Regions from separate parts of the Danio rerio genome. Here region 2 is linked to region 1. The links are chromatin contacts, called in public Micro-C maps. All regions are on one chromosome and are shown on one strand. Each heading gives the region's core, a stretch centred on a gene start, on an enhancer-like site or on the middle of the called end of the contact. The rest is flanking DNA. Distances are from core to core; before and after follow the strand shown.

What was found. Hi-C and Micro-C count contacts between places; a contact is called where the count stands out from the background.
Region 2: a contact with region 1 is called in a Micro-C map of caudal fin, with 11 times the contacts expected there. The contact joins two enhancer-like sites. A contact is called at or near these places in 2 of 18 Hi-C or Micro-C datasets (caudal fin and hematopoietic stem cells).

Annotation. Positions count from the first base shown.
Region 1 is chr21:47,052,088-47,058,496 of GRCz12tu, forward strand. It overlaps shroom1 (shroom family member 1), which reads left to right. Exons shown (of 8, transcript XM_682698.11): 8 at 5,142-6,409. The coding sequence ends at 5,396. Among named protein-coding and RNA genes, the nearest start is that of sowahaa, 20 kb to the right of the region's middle. Within about 2 kb of position 3,159, at least 4 of the 62 cell types and tissues checked have an H3K27ac peak or open chromatin away from gene starts, as enhancers often do. A contact at or near this core is called in caudal fin, where this site is marked.
Region 2 is chr21:47,114,408-47,121,366 of GRCz12tu, forward strand. It overlaps septin8a (septin 8a), which reads left to right. Exons shown (of 10, transcript NM_001115117.1): 8 at 2,426-2,558; 9 at 3,871-4,040; 10 at 6,840-6,959. The coding sequence ends at 6,843. Among named protein-coding and RNA genes, the nearest start is that of ccni2, 27 kb to the right of the region's middle. Within about 2 kb of position 4,339, at least 8 of the 62 cell types and tissues checked have an H3K27ac peak or open chromatin away from gene starts, as enhancers often do. A contact at or near this core is called in caudal fin, where this site is marked.

The sequences.
Region 1 (6,409 bases), core at 1,909-4,408:
GAAATTCAATTATCTTAAAATCTGAATTCTGAGGGTTCAAAACATACCAAATATTGAATGACAAAGTTGGCTAAGTGAAGCACTTAGCAGTGCATATTACTAATAAAAAGGAAAGTTTTTATATATTTGTGCTGGGATAGTTACACAATGTCTTCATGGAACATGCTCTTAATATTCTTATGATTTGTGAAAGTGAATGCATACTTTTGACACATACAGTGTATATTAGGTTATTCCTACAGATATACATGTGCTAACTTAACTTAAGACTTGTTTTGTGCTAAAGGGTCGCTGTTGAGTCCCGGCTGGGCCAGTTGGCATTTCTGTGTGGAGTTTGCATGTTCTCCCCGTGTTGGTGTGGGTTTCCTGCAGGTGCTCCGGTTTCCCCCACAGTCCAAACAGATGCGCTATAGGCGAATTGAATAAAGTAAATTGGCTGTAGTGTATGAGAGTGTGAGAATGTACAGGTGTTTTCCAGTAATGGGTTGTGGCTGGAAGGGCTTCCGCTGCATAAAACATATGTTGGAATAGTTGGTGGTTCATTCTGCTGTGGCGACCCGTGAAATTGAGACTAAGCTGAAGGAAAATGAATGAATGAATGAATGTTCTTGTCAGTTGATGCTATTGATTTGTTGATAGCACAATTATTATTTACATTAGTATATACTCCAGACAAGTGGGGAAAATAAATAATATGTACTAGAATTATTTCCAAGGCGACACAGTGGCCCAGTAGGTAGTGCTGTCGCCTCACACCTAGAAGGCCGCTGGTTTGAGCCTCTGCTGGGTCAGTTGGCATTTCTGTGTGGAGTTTGCATGTTCTCCCTACGTTCACGTGGGTTTCCTCCGGGTGCTCCGGTTTCCTCCCACAGTCCAAAGGCATTCAGTACAGGTGAATTGGGTAGGCTAAATTATCCGTAGTGTATGAGTGTGAATGAGTGAGTGTGGATGTTTCCCAGTGATGGGTTCCAGCTGGGAGGGCATCCAGTGGATAAAAACGTGCTGGATAAGTTGGCGGTTCATTCCGCTGTGGCGACCCCGGATTAATAAAGGGACTAAGCTCACAAGAAAATGAATGAATAAATAAATAATTATTTCCAGTTATTTCTAAGGCTAGAATAATATAACATCTGGAATAAATTACATCTTAAAATATATTATAATAAACAAAAGATGTTTAAAAGGTCGAATTTCACAATATTTAGTACTTTAAAAAGATTCGCCAAAATTTTGTCAACCCTTAAATTGAATAATAGCATAGCTTATGGTAAAATCTAATTAATTACATAATTATTATCTTATTAATTATCATATTCCTTTTATCTTTTTAAAATATTTCCCAGATGATGTTTAACAGAGCAAGGAAATTTTCACAGTATTTGCTATAATATTGTTTCTTCTGGAGAAAGTCTTATTTGTTTTATTTTGGCTAGAAGAAAAGCAGTTTTTAATTTTTTAAACACCATTTTAGAGACAAAATTATTAGCCCCTGTTTTTGATAGTCTACAGAACAAACCATCATTACACAGAACCCTGCCTAGTTAACCTAATTAACCTAGTTTAGCCTGTATTATGTCTATTTCATCGCCGTCTGTTTTTAAGTCTAGGTTGAAATCTTACCTTTTTGATTTGGCATTTTATTAGTGAGAATTATTTGTTTTTACCTATATTAACTATTTGTGATAATTGTTTGTTTTAGCTATAATTTTATACTTGTTCTTTGTGATTTATTGTTCAGCACATTGGTCAACCTTTGGTTGTGTTTAATAGTGCTATATAAATAAAATTGACATTGACATTGACTTTAAATGTCACTTTAAGCTGTATAGAAGTGTCTTGAAAAATATCAAGTCAAATATTATGTGCTGTCAAAATGACAAAGATAAAATAAATCAGTTATTAGAGATGAGTTATTAAAACTATTATGTTTAGAAATGTGTTTTAAAAATCTGCTCTTTGTTAAACAGAAATTGAGGAAAAAAATAAACAGGGGGTGAATAATTTAGGGGGGCTAATAATTCTGACTTCAACTATACATACATACATGCATGCATACATACATACATACATATATATTTATTTATTTTTACATACATATAATATTTATTTTTAGCATCCAACATTACAGTTGTAATAAATTATTCATAGTTACAAATCAGTATCAATGTTTGTTTGTTTTTTTATTATTCTTTATTTCCAGCTGATGAACAATAAAAGCACTGACAGATCAAAATCTGAATAGTCATAATGTCACTTACATTTATTTGAGTGCTTCAAATGTACCTGAAAGCATAAAATAAACTGACTTGAATTTGTTTTTGGTCTTTAATGTTCCAATTCGTTTGTTGCAGTTACAGTTTTGAGGCCATCTAGTGGCCATAATCATGTTCTGTTCCTCCTCCAGAGGTCAGCAGCGACACTCATGTGTGCTCTGTTATGATGCTTTAACTCATCAGTGCATGCACTTAAAATCTATTAGTCATTCATTTTCCCTCGGCTTAATTTCAGAGGTCACCACAGCAGAATGAACCGCCAACTATTCCAGCATATGTTTTACTCAGCAGATGCCCTTCCAGCTGCAACCCAGCACTGGAAAACACCCAAACACACTCATTCACACTCAAACACTCTGGCCGATTTAGTTTATTCAGTTCACCTATAGCGCATGTGTTTGGATTGTGGGGGAAATCGGAGCACCAGGAGGAAACCCACGCCAACATGGAGCGAACATGCAAACTCAGAAATGCCAACTGGGACTCGAACCAGCGACCTTCTTGTTGTGAGGCGACAGTGCTAACCACTTAGCCACCGTGCCACCTTAAATCTATCACGTGGAGCAAAATAATGTTTGTAAATAATTATTGATAATTAAATTATTGATATTTTGCAATTAGCAGGCCATTTTGATTGGTTTTAAGGAGATAATCACTTAATTTTGACGTATTATGTCTGAAAACAAGACCGTATTTTTTGCTTGTCTGTAAAATGCTTCTTGATTTAAGGATTTTTATATTTTTGGACTGAAAACAGGACAAAAACTGTGAGTAAGAAGCATTTTTAGCAACGTGAATGCAAAAACTTGAGAAATTAGAGCGTCTGAAGAGCTGGATGAGCTGGTTTAGGTGTGGTTTACAAGAGTAAAAGATAAACTCAGCAGGATTTACTCTCCAGGAACAGGTTTGGACAGCCTTGCAGTGGCCAATCAGAGATGTTTAAAGGCACAATATGTACGATTTTGTCATTAAAAATGTAAACGGGTATTAGTTTTGCTCTCGTTATTGGAATACACCCAAAAGTTCTGTCATCACCTACTTTCCCTTCACTTAAGGGCTCGACAATAGGCACCGGTGCCAGCGTGTGAGATGTTCAGGACAGTACACAGGATGATAACAGGCCTAGTTGGGCAAGTGCTGCCTTGTCACTAGAGTTTGATTTGCCTGCGACTGTTTGTCAAGTGCGTGCAAATGCGGTCTTAGGATGCTTTCACACCTAGACGTTTGTTTCTCGTTTGCCCAGTTAGCGCGCTTCATTTGGCATATGTGAATCTCGCAATCAGATCCGCACCAAAACTTTCTAATACGTAAGTGAAAGCATGCTGAAATATTACCAAGTGCTGTTTATCCATTAGGAAAATTGAAAATTGACTATTTTTCCATATGTTAATCCTATAATATTTTGTATTAGGCCTGTTGTTTTGTTCATTTCTGCACTGACACCTCGAAAGAAAGGTCAACATTGATCTGCTTGATCTCCCTTCATCTGTTATTTCTTTCTGTAATTTAAACCTATAATATAAAGCTTTTTTAATTGATTGATTAATTCAATAGATAGATTTTTACAAAGCTTAATTGAAATGAGGCTATGAGAAAGTCTTACCTCTTTGGTTTATATTTGGTGACGACATATATACAGTTGAAGACAGAATTATTAGCCCCCCTGAATTATTCGCCCCTCTGTTTATTTTTTCCCCCAGTTTCTGTTTAACGTAGAGATTTCTTCAACACATAATAGTTTTAATAACTCATCTCTAATAACTGATTTATTATATCTTTGCCATGATGACTGTAAATAATATTAGACTAGATATTCTTCAAGACACTTCTATACAGCTTAAAGTGACATTTAAAGACTTAACCAGTTAAATTAAAATTCATTCAAATGTGAAAGTGTACCTTTTATTTTCTGGCTGGTTTAGCGTGCTGTAATTAATTTAGCTGGTTCCTGCACATGTCTGTAATCAAAGGAAAAAAGAAAAATGTCTCCACCATAATCTATGCAAAAGTTATTGTGTTCCAGCTGATGAGAGGTGCTGTACAAGCCACAGGGAGCGATCATTGTTTTCATATTTCACTGTTCTTTTGTCTGATCAAACATAATTCACTGTGTTTGGAGCACGTCAGACATATAAACCTATTACTTATGCACATCACCTCAAAAACAGAGGAGAATGGCCCTGAAGCGCACAGCATAAGGTAAGAGATGACAGCTGTCTGTGCTATCTGGGGCTGCTTATTGATCATAAATGTATTGTTTTCACTTCTGCGCCATGGAAACACCGAGATTCATTCGGCAACTGTTTGATATGTGAATTTAATTCAGTAAAAAGAACGCCAGAACCGTATGAGCACCGGCAAGAGCTTTCATTTGAGCTATAACGTGTACATATGTCATATGAAAAATATGAAAATAAACCAATGTTCAGCTCGGGTATCCAAAATACTGTGTATTTAAGTGTAAATAACTTTGGTACAGTAGAATAAACAACAAAGTGATGCATATGTGCATAAAATATAGATTCTACATTTTCAATCGAAACCACTTACAGGGGTCTGGTGCAACGCTAGCCCTTTAATTCTTAATGTGAAATTCGATGACGTTAGCGGGTCCGCAGAGTTAAACTAGGTTAATTAGGGTAACTAGGCAGGAAAGGCATTCGCTGCGTAAAACATATGCTGGAACAGTTGGTGGTTCATTCCGCTGTGGCGACACCTAATCAATAAGCAACTAAGCTAAAGGAAAATGAATGAATGAATGTTAGTCAGATTACTGAAATTAATTAATTAAACTAAGAAAAGTCCATCATCAGCTTGAGAATGAATAACTGAGATATCAATATCATCCCTGTTTACTTGCATCCGCAGCAATCTCTGGACAGCCGCTACCGTCTCCTGTGCAAACAGCGGGACGACGCCAAAGACTTGAAGGATAACCTCGACCGGCGGGAGCGCCTGGTGTCCGGCATCCTCTGCAAACAGCTGACGGACACACAGATGCAGGAGTACCGGCGCTTCATCCAGACCAAAGCCTCGCTCCTCATCCGACTCAAAGACCTGGACGAGAAGCAGCGTCTGGGAGAAGAGCAGCTGGAGGCTTTACTCTGCAGTTTACCTCTGTGAGGATGAAGGTGCCCGAGATAAACAGACTTCACTCCGCCTTCATATTTGGGTGTTATTTTATTTTGATGGTCCCATATTTGGACATCCAATAATCAATCTTAAAACCTTTTTGTTTATATTCACGTTTTTTTATTGCAAAAAGAGACATTTCACAGCAGCTGTTTTTACAGCAAATTCTCCAAATTAAATTCCCTAATCAGGGAAAGAAAACTAAAGCAGCACATCCTTTTACATCATAGGTCTCAAACTGGGTTCCTGGAGGGCCGCAGCTCTGCACAGCTTTGCTTCAACCCTAATCAAACACAGCTGATCCGACTAATCAAGGTGTTCAAGACCACCAGAGACTATTAAGCAGATGTGAGCTGGTTGGAGCTAAACTATGCAGAGCTGTGGCCCTCCAGGAATTGAGTTTGAGACCACTGCTTTACGTGATCTTCCATTAATACCAAAAATGTTTACAGAAGTAACCAGACCATTAGATAAGATCCTTAGCGTTTAGCCCTGTATAAGTCTAAAATTTCACTCAGATTGGTCTTAAAATGGTCTTAAGAAGTCTTAAGTTTGACTTGAAACCTGCAGAAACCCTGTTTAAGAAACTCTAACCTTACAGTCCACTAATACTCTTATTTATTTCTTATTCAGAGCTTTTGTCTCATTCTAGTCCGAATATCTGCAAACTCTTAAATCAAAAAGCAATTTCTAGAAAAGTTTAAATTATTGTCTTGTTTTCAGAAATAATAGGTGAGTTTCTCCTGAAAACGAGCAAAATAACCTGCCAATTAGAGTGAGGAATATACTCTTGAATACACTTTGAAATAAGACAACTTTACTTGCCACATTGGCAGATTATTTGAGCACAGGATCATTCTGAAAATGCACCCCGAGATACATTTCTGGAGAGCGTGAATTATGTAGCCAGAGCTATGTATGGCTGCATTTCATCTTTAAAATGAAGGTTTTTTTATTGCAAAAAAGATGCAATTTACAACAGCTGTTAGGCATTTTTACAGCAA
Region 2 (6,959 bases), core at 3,089-5,588, 64 kb after region 1:
TGTTGCCTACTCGGAATGAAGCATGGGGGTGGTTTGAGCTGCAATATCATGGCATTCCCTATAGGTCCAATACTTGTGCTAGATGGGCGCATCACTGCCAAGGACAACGTGTCACTCGTATCTTTTTGAATGGGGAAAAGTGTAATGGTGAATAAAGCCCCTCCCACTAGTCCAGGAACCAATCATTGATTGCTATATGGTGAATAAAGCCCGCCTTCTTGTACAGGAGCGAATCATCAATTGCTTTAGATACTCCGGGCGAGGGGCTCGAACCAGATGTGAGTTTCTGCAGATTTTGCGTAATTCAAATGTATAGAAATGAAACTAAAGAGACGATTGTTTCATTTTATTGGTGATTCCTAATATGAAATTCAATCTTAAGCTCGGCAAGCAGTTTTGGAGAATTTTATGTTTCAGTCTTTATGCATACTGCCCGAGAGGCGTTTTAAAGATGTCCATCAAGTAAAAGGACTTTCTTTAAAGGGACTTTGGGACAACCTAGCCATTCTGGAGGACCATGTGCATCCATGGGCGTAAATCTGATTTAACAGTAGGGGGGGACAATAAATATAACATTTCTTTCGAGAATTTTTTTTGAAGGTGACACAAATAATACAGCCGAATTGTACTGATAATGCTCTCGCGGTTAAAATGGTGTCATCATTATTATTATAGCATGGAAACTACGTCATTATGATTATTTTCAAAGTTTTTCGCAGGTTCAATGACAGCAAATTTTTCTTTAAAACTATTTATTGCATTGTTTGTTGTTTTTGTTTACAGTCAACAGACTGACTCCTGAAGCAGAATAAATGCAGGAAAAGACATTTTCCATACTCATAATAACTAACTTGTTTACATTACACTTGCAAAAATAACCAATCATCGGATGGGAGGGGACATGCCCCCCGTCCCCCGCGGGATTTACTCCTGTGTGTGCACCCAATAGGTCAAACATTGTATCCTGAAGGTGGCGTCATGTATCGGGATGATAATGCACCTATACACACAGCAAGACTAGTGACAGAGTGGTTTGATGAACATAAAACTGCAGTTGAACATTTCCCATGGCCTGCACAGTCACCCGATCCAAATATTATTGAGCCAGTTTGGGCTGTTTTGGTGGAGCGAATCAGGAAATGTTTTCCTCCACCAGCATCACATAGTGACCTGAACACTATTCTGCGAGATCTTCTTCTTCGCCAATTTTAATGCGTTCCTGCGCTCACACTTCTGTAGCGTCTGTCGTTGCTAAGCAACAATCATCCGTTTTCTCCAATTACAAGTTTTATTTATGGAAGAAATACAAAAACACTTCAGTGCTCTGCGCTTGTCTGAGGTAATTAGTCTACCGTTGTTATGGAAATGTGCATATTCCATACAAAGCGAAACTAATGTGTTAGGGTGCTTTCACATCTGTAGTTCGCTTCGTTTGGTCCGGACCAAGAGTAATAAATGATACATTGTTGCATCTTCTGCCGTCTTTGGGTCGTTTTCACACCACACTGCTGGCTTTGGTCCGAACCAGTTGAAACGAACCAAAATGCAGTCACCTGACAAAATCCACATCTCTCATTGGCCAGATGTTGTTGAACATATTTCCTAAACTGCTTATCGATTGGTCAGAATTCACGTGCGGGAAAATGGCAATGAACTCCCGCTAGTAAACAAAACCTTTTACTCTGGAGAGACGACTGTGCTGACTGATTGTATTCCTGCTATAGACGAACTATACATTACGAGAATGAAGCGCGGCCGCGGCTGGAAAACAGTGTTTTAATGCATCGCTCGTCACTTCAGGAGGAGGCGTGAATTAATTTAGCTAAACTGCGACATGCTCATCTTGCGGAAATATTACCAACGATCTATCAGGTAATGTTTCCCCTCTCTCTCTCTCTGTTGGTGAAGCGCTGTCAACAAATATTTTTCCTTCATATCCCATAATGCACAGCGCATCGGCCTACGGCAGCTGGATTAGTCCAAAAGGCGCAGTACTTTTTGCTGTTGGACCTGTTTTAGTACGGATCATATTGTCACCACAAACGAACCGCTCCAGGGTTCGTTTGAAAGCGTACCGAGACCACCTCTTCAAGCAGGTCTCGGTACGCTTATTTGGTCCGCTTTTGGTGCGCACTCGAGTACGATCGCTGCATTCTCACCTGCCCAAACGAACCGCACCAAAAGGGAAAACGAACTCTAGTGCGATTCAGCCTAACTAAATAAGCACCCTTAGTTCTAGTCACATGACTCGCAGTGTGCTTGCAGCATTCTGAAAATTGAGATGTTTTTGCACCTGGAAAATGCGAAAAGATAAAATATGTGAACATCTTTTTGATTGATGGATGAAGTATGTATTTAAATCCTTTATAAAATGTGCATCTTAATGAAAACGTGTTTAAAAACGTTAGACGTGTGTTCGCTACAGTCTGCAGGAGACGTATGAAGCCAAGAGGAAGGAGTTTCTCGGAGACCTGCAGAAGAAGGAGGAGGAGATGAGGCAGATGTTCGTCAATAAAGTGAAGGAGACGGAGGCCGAGCTGAAGGAGAAGGAGAGAGAGGTCAGTCCTGCATCTTCAGCATACGATTCCTATATAGCATTTTGTATGGAAGGTAAATCCTGCCAACTTTAAATAAATCAAATAAAAAATGGAAATTAAAATTAAAATCAGATTAACAATTTTATTTTAAAACACTGTTCGCAAAATATCGGCCAAAGTTGAAAACAAAATGAAATTATTTAATTTTTTTTCATTTTCACTTTGACAACACATCGTCCCTGTCAAATTGATAATTAAAATGAAGTTGCCGATTTAACATTACATTTTCACTGCATTTCCACGTCAAGACTGCCAATATTAAAATAAAAAGCCAAACTGAAAAATAAAATGCAACACAATTTTTACAAAGCGTGTTATTAATATTCACGCTATAATAGTGACACAATTCAAATTAAAATGTAAATTTAAGCTTTCCTTTTATTGACACTTTTTCATTTCAATTTTCATTTTCGATTTCATTTTCAACCTCAACCTGTATGCAAAGCCTGTGCTAATCAGAAACTAGAACTGCCACTGACCAGCATGGTGTGATTTGTGGGAAGGTGTGATAAAAATACCATGTTAAACTCTTCCAACCAATCTCCCTCCAATTCTGCGAGCATTTGCATTGATTCCTCCATATTATTGTCCAATCCTCTTCTGCTATACCCTTCTCCCCTTCTTTCTCCCACTTAGTTTTAATACAAATCGTCAAGTGTGTATGTACACTGCAAAAAAAGCCTTTCTATTGCTTTTCTAAATTGTATATTTCTATTATTTATGCAAAAAAACTCTTGTTTTTAGTCTTGATGTCAGATGCTCACCCCATTAGCAGATCATTTAGCTTGTTTAGAGGAAAAACTCGCTTTATTATCTTCAACAAGATAATAATTTTTCTTCTTTATTTAAGATTTTTTTTGTACCAGAAACAAATCAAAGTAAAATATACAAGAGTATAAAATGTGTGAATGCGACAGTGTATGGGTGTTTCCCAGTACTGGGTTGCAGCTGAAAGGGCATCCGCTGCGTAAAACATATGCTAGTTGACTGTTAGTTGACCTCTAATAAATAAGAAACTAAGCTGGAGGAAAATTAATGAATATGGTTGCAAACAATTTATGTGGGCAATTTATAAACAATTTATGAAAACAAATTTAATTAGTAATGTTCAATCTAATTTGTTTGTTCAATTAAATTCAGCCCATGTAAATTATTTGCGACCACCTTAAAACAAATCAAATGATGATTTTTTTTTTACGTTCAGTGTTGGCTTGTCCAGTGTACTTGTGATGTCCATGACAAATAAATCAATAAATATCTGTAATCTGCTCAGTTACATGAGAAGTTCGAGCAGCTGAAGCGAATGCACCAGGAGGAGAAGAGGAAAGTGGAGGAGAAGAGACGCGAGCTGGAGGAGGAGATGAACGCTTTCAATAGGAGGAAAGTGGCCGCCGAGACCCTCTCGCTCTCACAGCCCCTCAAGAAGGACAAGGACAAGAAAAAGTGAGTTCGCTTGTCTTCTTATTCCTCTTTTTCTTTAATGTAGAGTGTATTAATTCTATTGTTTATAATCAGACTTGATAAAAACAGTCTGCAGAAACGCTTTGAATGTCATTCTCCCTTTGTACGTGTCATCAGAGGGGGAAAGTCCCACCCAATAGTGACCATCTCTTCCTCATTAGCATAGGGTGTTAGTCTTTTTCCTAAACATCGTTTATTTTTACCACAAAACAGCAGGTTGAGGTTTTGAGCTCGTTCTGCTGTCAGGCCTGTGCTTCATGGGCGCCATCTTGTGGTTACTCGCATGTTTACACGGCGTCCATTTTGTGGTTTAAACCTGACGCGGTCCAGCATCTGAAGGAAAGCTGATCATATTCGACTCAAAACAACTAACACTCGGTCAGAATATAAAACAAATCCTCTGATTGTGATATATTTTTAATTATCTATATCACAAACTAATTTTAAAGGCACAATGTGTACGTTTTTGTCATTGATGCCTCTGAAAAAACACTAGAACACAATGTGTTATTGCTGATTTATTCATCCCAAATGTTTTAAGGAATGATCAAATCCAGAGAAATAATCACTTTTAACAAGTGTTAAACTAATTCTTTGATTGAATTTTAAAATACCTTTATCACAATCTGAGTTAAAGGCAAGTGTTTTTGTCATTCAAACCACTAGAACAGTGTTATTTGGCTGATTTATTCACTTATGTTATCCCAGTAAAGGGATACAGGATGTAAAGGCACAATGTGTACGGATTTTTCATCCAAATACCTAAAAATCACTAGAACCGTTTGTATTTAGCTGATTTATGTACTTATATTATCCCAAATGATTCAAAGAATGACCAAATCCAGAGAAATCTCACTTTTAACAAGTGTTAAACAAACTCTTTAAGTCATTTTGAAAACACCTTTATCATTTTTAAGACACAATATGTACATTTTTATCATTCAAACATCTAAAAGTCTATAGAACAATGTTATTTTGCTGATTTATTCGCTTATATTATCCCAAATGTTTAAAAGAAAGATCGAATCCAGAGAAATAATCACGTTTAAAGTGTTATGGACTGTGTGCTGTGTGTTCATGCTAATGACGTCACACACCCTCAATATTCACTGTGGTTTTCTAGAAAACATGGAAATACTTCAGTGTTTTTCTTCACGGTTATCTTACTTCATGTTACCATGATTATAAGTGTTGAATTTTTTACTCATTTATCAACATGATTTCTGCTGGAATCTGTAGAATGATCCCATAAATCCACACTCAGCAAAATACACGTTTGTTTGTTGTGAATACGCGCCCCCTAGTGGCCAAAACTACATACTGTGCCTTTAAGCTAAATAAACTGCCAGCTATCAGCCTTAAAATGATAGTACACACAAAAATAAAAATGTTGTCATCAATTTGACATCGCCTGCAGTCCCATTTAGCAATTTGATAGCAACTGTCTTTTATATAGAAGCGTAATTGATTTTTAAAAACGAGGAGTGTGTTTGATGTAACTGATGTGTTTTATCTTTTAGAATAAAATGTGAAAGTATCTTGAGTTTGTGGTTACCACAAACCTTACTTAAGCAATTTAACCAAAATCCCATTAAAAAAAAAAAAAAAAAAAAACATTGGCTTTAGGTCACGGGAACCGCAACTGCTAAAATGCTAACTTGCTTCTGGGTTTTTGCATACAAATTGCCGTCCTCATCCACTCTATAAGTGTTAAATATTTTACTCATCCATCTACATGATTTCTGCTAGAGTTGTGTAGGATGATGAAGACCACAACTCCCATGAATCCACACTCCTCAAAATACATCTTTGTTTGTTGTGAATACGCCCCCCCTAGTGGCCAAAACTACATACTGCGCCTTTAAGCTTAGCAAACTGCCAGATATTGACCTTAAAGTGATCGTACACACACAAAAAAAAATTCTGTCATCATTTACTCATCATTACAAACCTGTTTGTGTTTGTTTTGTCTGTTAAACACTAAAGAAGATATTTTGAAAAATGTTGAAAACCGGTAACCATTAACTTGGTAATTAAAGGGAATTACTTCAGTCTTACTCTGCTTCATAATATCATGGTGTAAGTGTTAAATACTTCACACAGATGATAAAGACCACAACTCCCATGAATTCACACACATTAAAAATACACCTTTGTTTGTTGTGAATACGCCCCCCCCAGTGGCCAAAACTACATACTGCGCCTTTAAGCTGAACAAACTGCCAGATATTGACCTTAAAGTGATCGTACACACAAAAATAAAACTTCTGTCATCATTTACTCATCATTACAAACCTGTTTGTGTTTGTTTTGTCTGTTAAACACCAAAGAAGATATTTTGAAACATGTTGAAAACCGGTAACCATTGACTTCTGTTGTATTTTTTGTTCATACAATGAAAGTCAGTGGCTGTATTTTCCAACATTCTTCAAAAAATATTGTTTTGTGTTCAACAGAAGAAAGAAACGAATTCATTTAGAGCCACTTGAGTGTAGGTAAATGGTGAGGAAATGTTCATTGTTGTGTGAACTGACCCTTCAGCTGCATTATAGACTCGGCGGATGCTTCAGTTCTGGACAATATGACTCAAAATTCCTGCAGTAATTTTCAGTGAATGTTTAGTTTTCATCCCAATATGACAGCATGCTTGTATTTCTGTATTTCTCAGTGCTTTTATGATCATATTCATGTGTTCATTTGCATGTTTCCACCTTTTTTTGTTCCTCATTTTTCCGTTGATACTCATTTTCCTGTTTTGTGTTTGTTTGTTTTTTCTTTCAGTTAATTTATGAGCACATCGCAGGCCATCCATGGACTTTCCTTCATTACATTTGCAGCGTCGCCTTTTGATTTGTTTAGTTTTTTTGACATGTTCCTTGTGTTAAAGGACCAAAAGCTCCT